Linked DNA regions of Sus scrofa: region 2 is linked to region 1. A link is a contact called in public promoter capture Hi-C data. All regions are on one chromosome and are shown on one strand. Each heading gives the region's core, a stretch centred on a gene start, on an enhancer-like site or on the middle of the called end of the contact. The rest is flanking DNA. Distances are from core to core; before and after follow the strand shown. Region 1 holds the start of HSPA4 (heat shock 70 kDa protein 4). Region 2 holds the start of C2H5orf15 (keratinocyte-associated transmembrane protein 2).

What was found. Promoter capture Hi-C pulls out the DNA fragments that hold promoters and counts their contacts.
Region 2: a promoter capture Hi-C map of liver shows a contact between it and region 1, with 8 times the contacts expected there. The contact joins the promoter of C2H5orf15 here to the promoter of HSPA4 in region 1. A contact is called at or near these places in 1 of 5 promoter capture datasets (liver) and 2 of 2 datasets of contacts at active chromatin or transcription factors (alveolar macrophages and skeletal muscle).

What each region holds. Positions count from the first base shown.
Region 1 is chr2:135,344,222-135,347,138 of Sscrofa11.1, reverse strand. HSPA4 (heat shock 70 kDa protein 4) reads right to left here and starts at 1,415. Exons shown (of 19, transcript XM_005661654.3): 1 at 956-1,415. The coding sequence starts at 1,062.
Region 2 is chr2:136,297,592-136,300,508 of Sscrofa11.1, reverse strand. C2H5orf15 (keratinocyte-associated transmembrane protein 2) reads left to right here and starts at 1,384. Exons shown (of 3, transcript XM_003123938.5): 1 at 1,384-1,569. The coding sequence starts at 1,431.

The DNA of each region.
Region 1 (2,917 bases), core at 166-2,665:
GAATCTAACAAATATGAAACTTCAAAAAAATTTTGTCCGAAAGGAAAACAATAGATTGAAACATATCTCTAGGAATTCAAAAAGTAGACTCTTAACTCTAACCAAGGAAAGGCCTGGGTGAGTCATGATTTTTTTAGCGCTGTGTCTATACTGGTCCCATAACTTACTATAGGTTCTAAAAGTCGAAGTGAGCCCCTGAGTCATTCATTAACAATTGCGGCCAACACCCCGGATGGAATGCATTACCCTGAGAATGGAACGCTGTTAAGGGTGGATGCATACAGAATGATAACAGAAAATGACCCAACGTGGTTCAATTTACTGAAACGACGTAAAAAATCAAAGTGAATGCAAAGATATCCAAAAGCCATCAAATTTTATTAAATCCATTTCTGCTATCTTTCCGTGCCAACCCAACCTCAAGATCTCCGGTGCTCCGGCTCCCTCTCTTCCGGGCGCCACCCCACCCCCACTCACGTGGGACTCTGGGCGCTCTTAGGGCCGGCGACCGCCAGAACTCGTTCAACTCAACTAACTTTTATTAAGCGCCTGCTGTGTGCAAAACTCCGAACTCTGCGCTGGGCTGAAGAAACGTCAGTACTCCCTGCGCCTATTATGTACTCTCTAAAAGAGGAGCTCGGTCCACCCCACATCCCAGGCCTGCCTTCCCCCCAACTTCTACTCAATACATCCGCAGGTCCAAGTATCCATTCACAGCCTTCCGCCAGCCGGCGGGCCACAGAAAAAAGGCCTCGCCCCTGCTGCAGACCCACACGGTGGTGGTCGCGGCCACCAGTGACCTAAAACCCAATGGAGGTGCCCTACCCACCACGGCCTCGGCTCGGAACGGAGATTACTGCCCGGCCCACGTTCCCCAAACCGCGAGTGGCACAGACCAGAACAAGTGCTACCTCCCCACCCCCCAGTGCACGCGACTGGCCTGGCCCACACTCACGGCGTGCAGCGGTCGCTGTACTCATTAGCGATCGTTTCGATGCCACCGGCGCGGGCTACGGCGACGTAGCAGCTCTGGAACCCAAGGTCTATGCCCACCACCGACATGGCGCCGGCTACAGCTCGGGCTCGAGCCCCGGTCCGGCCGGCAAGACAGGACACGGACCCCGGCGGGGCTGGCGCGCGGAAAGACGGCCGTGTGGGCCGGGGAACCCGGGCTAGTTGGGGAAGTGAGGGTGACCACACGAGCCCCTCGGTTCTTAGAAGGAGAGCCGCGGCGGAGGGCACTGCTCAGACCGGCTCCGGCTCAGCGGCCGCAGAAGGTGCGCCGGTAGCGGGGGCGGAGAAGATCTCGAAAGATCTCGTTGCGACGAGAGTAAAGCTGCAGCGCGAGAACTGCGACGAGATGTTCTCGCGAGACCCCGGCACAGCTGCTTTTCCTTCTGAAGCCCCGCCCCCCGGTTGCGTACATGTTTACGTCACGTCCGGACCCAAAAACCTGGGAAGGGACTAAGCCGCAGAAAAGATGGTAGAGAGGCGGGGCTGGCCAATTGAGCCTGCGCACAGAACCGGCAGCCGCGCTCCTCGCGGCGGCGCGGAACCGAGAAGCAGCTCCTCTTCCAGAAGGAAATAGGAGCGCCGGTTTGAGGCAAAATACTGAGCAAGCGCTGTTGGCCTACTTCCGCCGTTTTTCTTTATTTCAGAGAAAGTTCCGGTTGTGGCACCTCCCGCGCCCCATCTTGTATTGAGCCCGGTAAAATGGGACCGCGCACTAATCCTCAAAGTTGGGAGAGCCTGGTCATCTCGCCTTGGTGGGGTCTGGTGTGTAGAAGAAAAGATTGCTGTTGGGCCCGGGCCCTGAACAGAGGTTTAGTTCAGGTTCTGTTAAAATCAGAGACAGCGCCCTTTGCGAAGGAGGGGAGGAAGTGACTCTCAATCCCACTGCCTTGATTTTTTTTCCCTCAGTCTTGCACCGTTTTCTAAACCGGTCCTGTCCTTAGATGCAGTTGCACCTAAAGGACCTACTGCACTTTAGCCTTTCAATCCCCAACCCATTTTAAGCACCTGTCTTGAACTGGATGCAAGAAACACGCATTCATAGGTACGTTCAGACATATCGGTAGCGCCAGGATTACATGAAGCAGGCACTCTCCCCTGCAGGGGCACCTGGGTAAGCAGGGAGTTGCGGAGAGTTATGATGTGTTCCTGGTATAGAGAGGAAGCCAGCTGGCAATCAGGAAGCAACTCTACGTAATGAGCATTTCTAATAAATCGCTTGAAGAAGTCTTAGAATACCAGGAATCTGAATCTCTGTGTCTCCAGTAATTTGATATGATTTCTTGTTCTAAGTATCTATTTTATGATTTTTTAAGGGCCCCCAACATTGTGTAAGCTTCAACCCCACAAAACCTGAATCCAACCAGTAACAGGAGTAGCTAAACAAGTAAATGGGATCCCCGTACAGGGTGGCAACTGTTACAACACAGAATGCTGGACACTAGGAAAAATAAAAGGCTGCTTTCAAGTTAGAAAAAAAGTAATAGCTAGCTAGTCTGGGTTGAAAAGAACTGCAGGAAGTACTGCTACTAGGTAGGCTGAATTGAAGACCTCCATCTCAGAGCTCAATCAATTATATTGGACCACTTAATAAAGTGGATAAACAAAGACAAAAGTAAATTTTCCCAAACCTCTGCGTTTGCTGTGTCAATGAAAAATCAATTACTTGTTCTAAGAAAGAAATGGAGGAGTTCCCTGGTGGTTCAGTAGGTTGAGGATCCTGCATTGTCACTGCTATAACACATGTTGAATCCTTGGCCCCGGGAACTTTGGCATGCTTCGGGTGCAGCCAAAAAAAAAAAGGAAAAATTTTATTTGAGCCAGATTTGAGGATTATAATCCAGAGGAGCATCTCAGAAAGCTCTGAGAAGTGTTCCCCTCTTTAGAAGTCTTGGCACAGTTATGT
Region 2 (2,917 bases), core at 135-2,634, 950 kb before region 1:
CCATTTACATATTAAGCGTCTGCCTGTTGGGTGCAGCATCTCGGAATATTATGCAAAATGCCTTGGGTTCATGACATCTCACCAGTCAGAGAAATGAAACAATCTGGTATGGGGACAAAGGAACAAACTGGTCAAGGAAGAAAAGATTTAAGGTGCATTTATTACAGAAAAAAGACCTGTTGAAGTCTGCATCTCTCAATAAGTAAGTAGAAGCTGGAATTGAAGAGGCTTATTCATTAAACGATGGTTTCTGTACTCACAGAGGGAATGCTCCAGGGGAACTCGGGAGGACTTTGTACTCTGTCTACCCTGGAAGTTCTGCAAAAAGGGCACCATTCAGTCTATTTGGGCTTGTGGTGGGCTTTGAGAAATGAACATATGAATGACTTCTTAGTTTTCCTAACACAGAGTTTGTGTGTTTCTGAGCGGTCACTGGGGCCAGATAAATGTTAAGGGAAACCAGATTCAGGAGAACATAGGCCCTTCTCTCTTCCGAAAGGCAGCTCAACTGTCTCTGGGGGAAGGCGGCAATCTTCTGAAGGACTCAGGGAGACCAGAGTGTGAAGCCGCGGGTGAAATAAATGTCTTGCTTCATGCCATACTGATTTTCCTGCACATCAATCAAATGCAATTTTACGATCTGAAGCCTACAGACATTTACTAAGAAAACAGTCACAGAAAACACAGACCAAAGCATTGTTGCTAGTGCCCCGAGGGAACTTCCTGGAAGTTTCTAAATGTGCATTTTCATATACTGGGGGTTTTGTCTTAAGTTACAAAACTACAAAATTGGAGCTTAATGCACCCCTCTTTCCTGGCCCATATTCCTGTTTGTCCTCCATAATACCTTTACCATGTACAGAGTATACATTTTATCCTGTAGTCTCTCGCACAGGAAAATAAATTCCACGAAGGTGGCGGGGGTTCATTTTGTTCAGCGCGGTATACTGAAATATGGAGAGGTGCTAAATGTTTGTTAAAGTAATAAGTGATTTGTGGGCAAAGTTAAAAAATAAAACAAATACCTAAAACTCTACCACCCAATTTTAACATTCGTTTGCTTTTAGGAGGGGGAGGGAGGATACTGCTCTTAGGAGATCGGTCTGTTACACAGGTGGATATACCTTCTAAACGTTTTAAAACACTGTTATTAGTTATATAGTAGCCGTGAGAGGGAGGGGGCGGGGAGGCTCGCTCTGACCCTCTCCACACCTTACACATTACAGCTAAACTCCGGGCCAAGTTTGGGGCGCCCGCCGGTTGTGCAACTCCCACCATGCCTCTTCCTTCACTCCGGCTCAGAGAGCCGCGCTCCCCGCTGCGACGTCATCACGCTGGGACGTAGATGCTTAGGGCCGAGATAGTATACGCAGTGTCTGACGTCATGACGTAGAGCCTAGCAACCGCGCAGGCTCGCAGCCGAGACCGTTATGGCTGCCGCCGCCCCTAGCAGGATGAGAGGCGCTGTACAAGCGAAGCTGCCGCCCAAGCCAGGCATCCAGGTTCCCACGGGGCTGGCGCGGCCGCTGGTCCTGGAGGTCCTGCTTGCGTCTGTCCTCATATCCAGCGGTAAAGGGGGCGCGGCGGCAGGGCGGGCGCAGGAAGATGGGGAGGGCCTGGGTACCTGCAGCGAGGCAGGCCCGGCCGGGGAACCGGCGCTTCGGAGTGTTCGGAGCTGGTGGCGATCATGTGTAGAGGGTCAGGGTCTCTACGGCCCTGAGAAGGGAGGGTAGGCTGTCTGAAGGAGTCTGCGGAGATGGGGTCTCTAAGAGGCCTGAGGAGTGGGGCTGCAGGGACCCAGGGAGCGAGTGTGTAGATGGGCGGGGAGGGAGGAGTGGTGGTGTTGTCTAAGTCTTGGCGAAAGGGTTGCCACAGAGAATGGCGGTGATGCGGTCTCCAAAATTCCTTGGAGGTGTTGATTTTTAAAAAGCCACACAACTCGAGGAGCTGTGAGTTGAGTGTATTCCGTGTCTTACTGACGGCTGTAGCCGGGAAGATAGCTTTTCAGATAGCTCTGAGAAATTATTGGACGAGGTAAGGGAGGAGCCAGAATATGTATGAATTTTTTGCTGGAAAAAAAAAAAAAACAACATGTAGTTGAAGATCAAAAGATGAGTGCTAATCACAGAGAAAAGATATCTCGAGTTCATGATTTTAGTCCTTTTCTATGTACGGGAAGACGCAAGAATCTGGGGTTGCTGAAATTCTTTCTTAGATAGGCTTCTTAACTATCTGGGGGCCTGTACATCCAAAACAAAATACTTCATCCTGTTTTTCTCTATCTTGAAGTCCCCTCTGGCGCACTATCAGTGGGCACCTGCAGTCGTTGGTGGCTTGATTCCTGTAGACTGTAATGGCAGGCAACTTTTTTTTTTTTTTTTCCTTTACAGAAGTGGGAGTTAGGAGGGTCTATAAGAGGGGACAGGGAGGGCAGGTGCTTAGGAGATGACTGAGATTAGGAGGTGTGGGGTCTAGAGAGGGGCGGGTGCCCAGGATCTAGCAGGACCAAGGGAAGGTGTGGGCTTCCCAGAATGGGTGAGATCAGTGGTAAAGACGGAAGTGAGTAGGGGCAGTGCTGGGCTGAGCTGATGGAATATTTTGGAGCGCAAAGGTGAAGGGGAAAGAGCTGTCTTTGAGTACTGGGGCATCCCTGAGGACTGGGAGCTTGTGGTGCTTGAATACTGGGGCCAGAATACTGGGGCTTGGGAGGAGGAGGGGGGTTCGGGGACAAGGAAATTCTTTGTAAACATGGTTCCCCTTCTCTGGGTCCTTGGTGAACCAGACACCTCTGCTTCCTTTTAATGGATCCGTAGGATTTCAGTATTTCTTTTTAAATTTTTTTTTATTGAGGTATAATTGATGTATTAGTTTCAGGTTACGGCATAATGATTCAATGTTTGTATGCACTGAGATCACC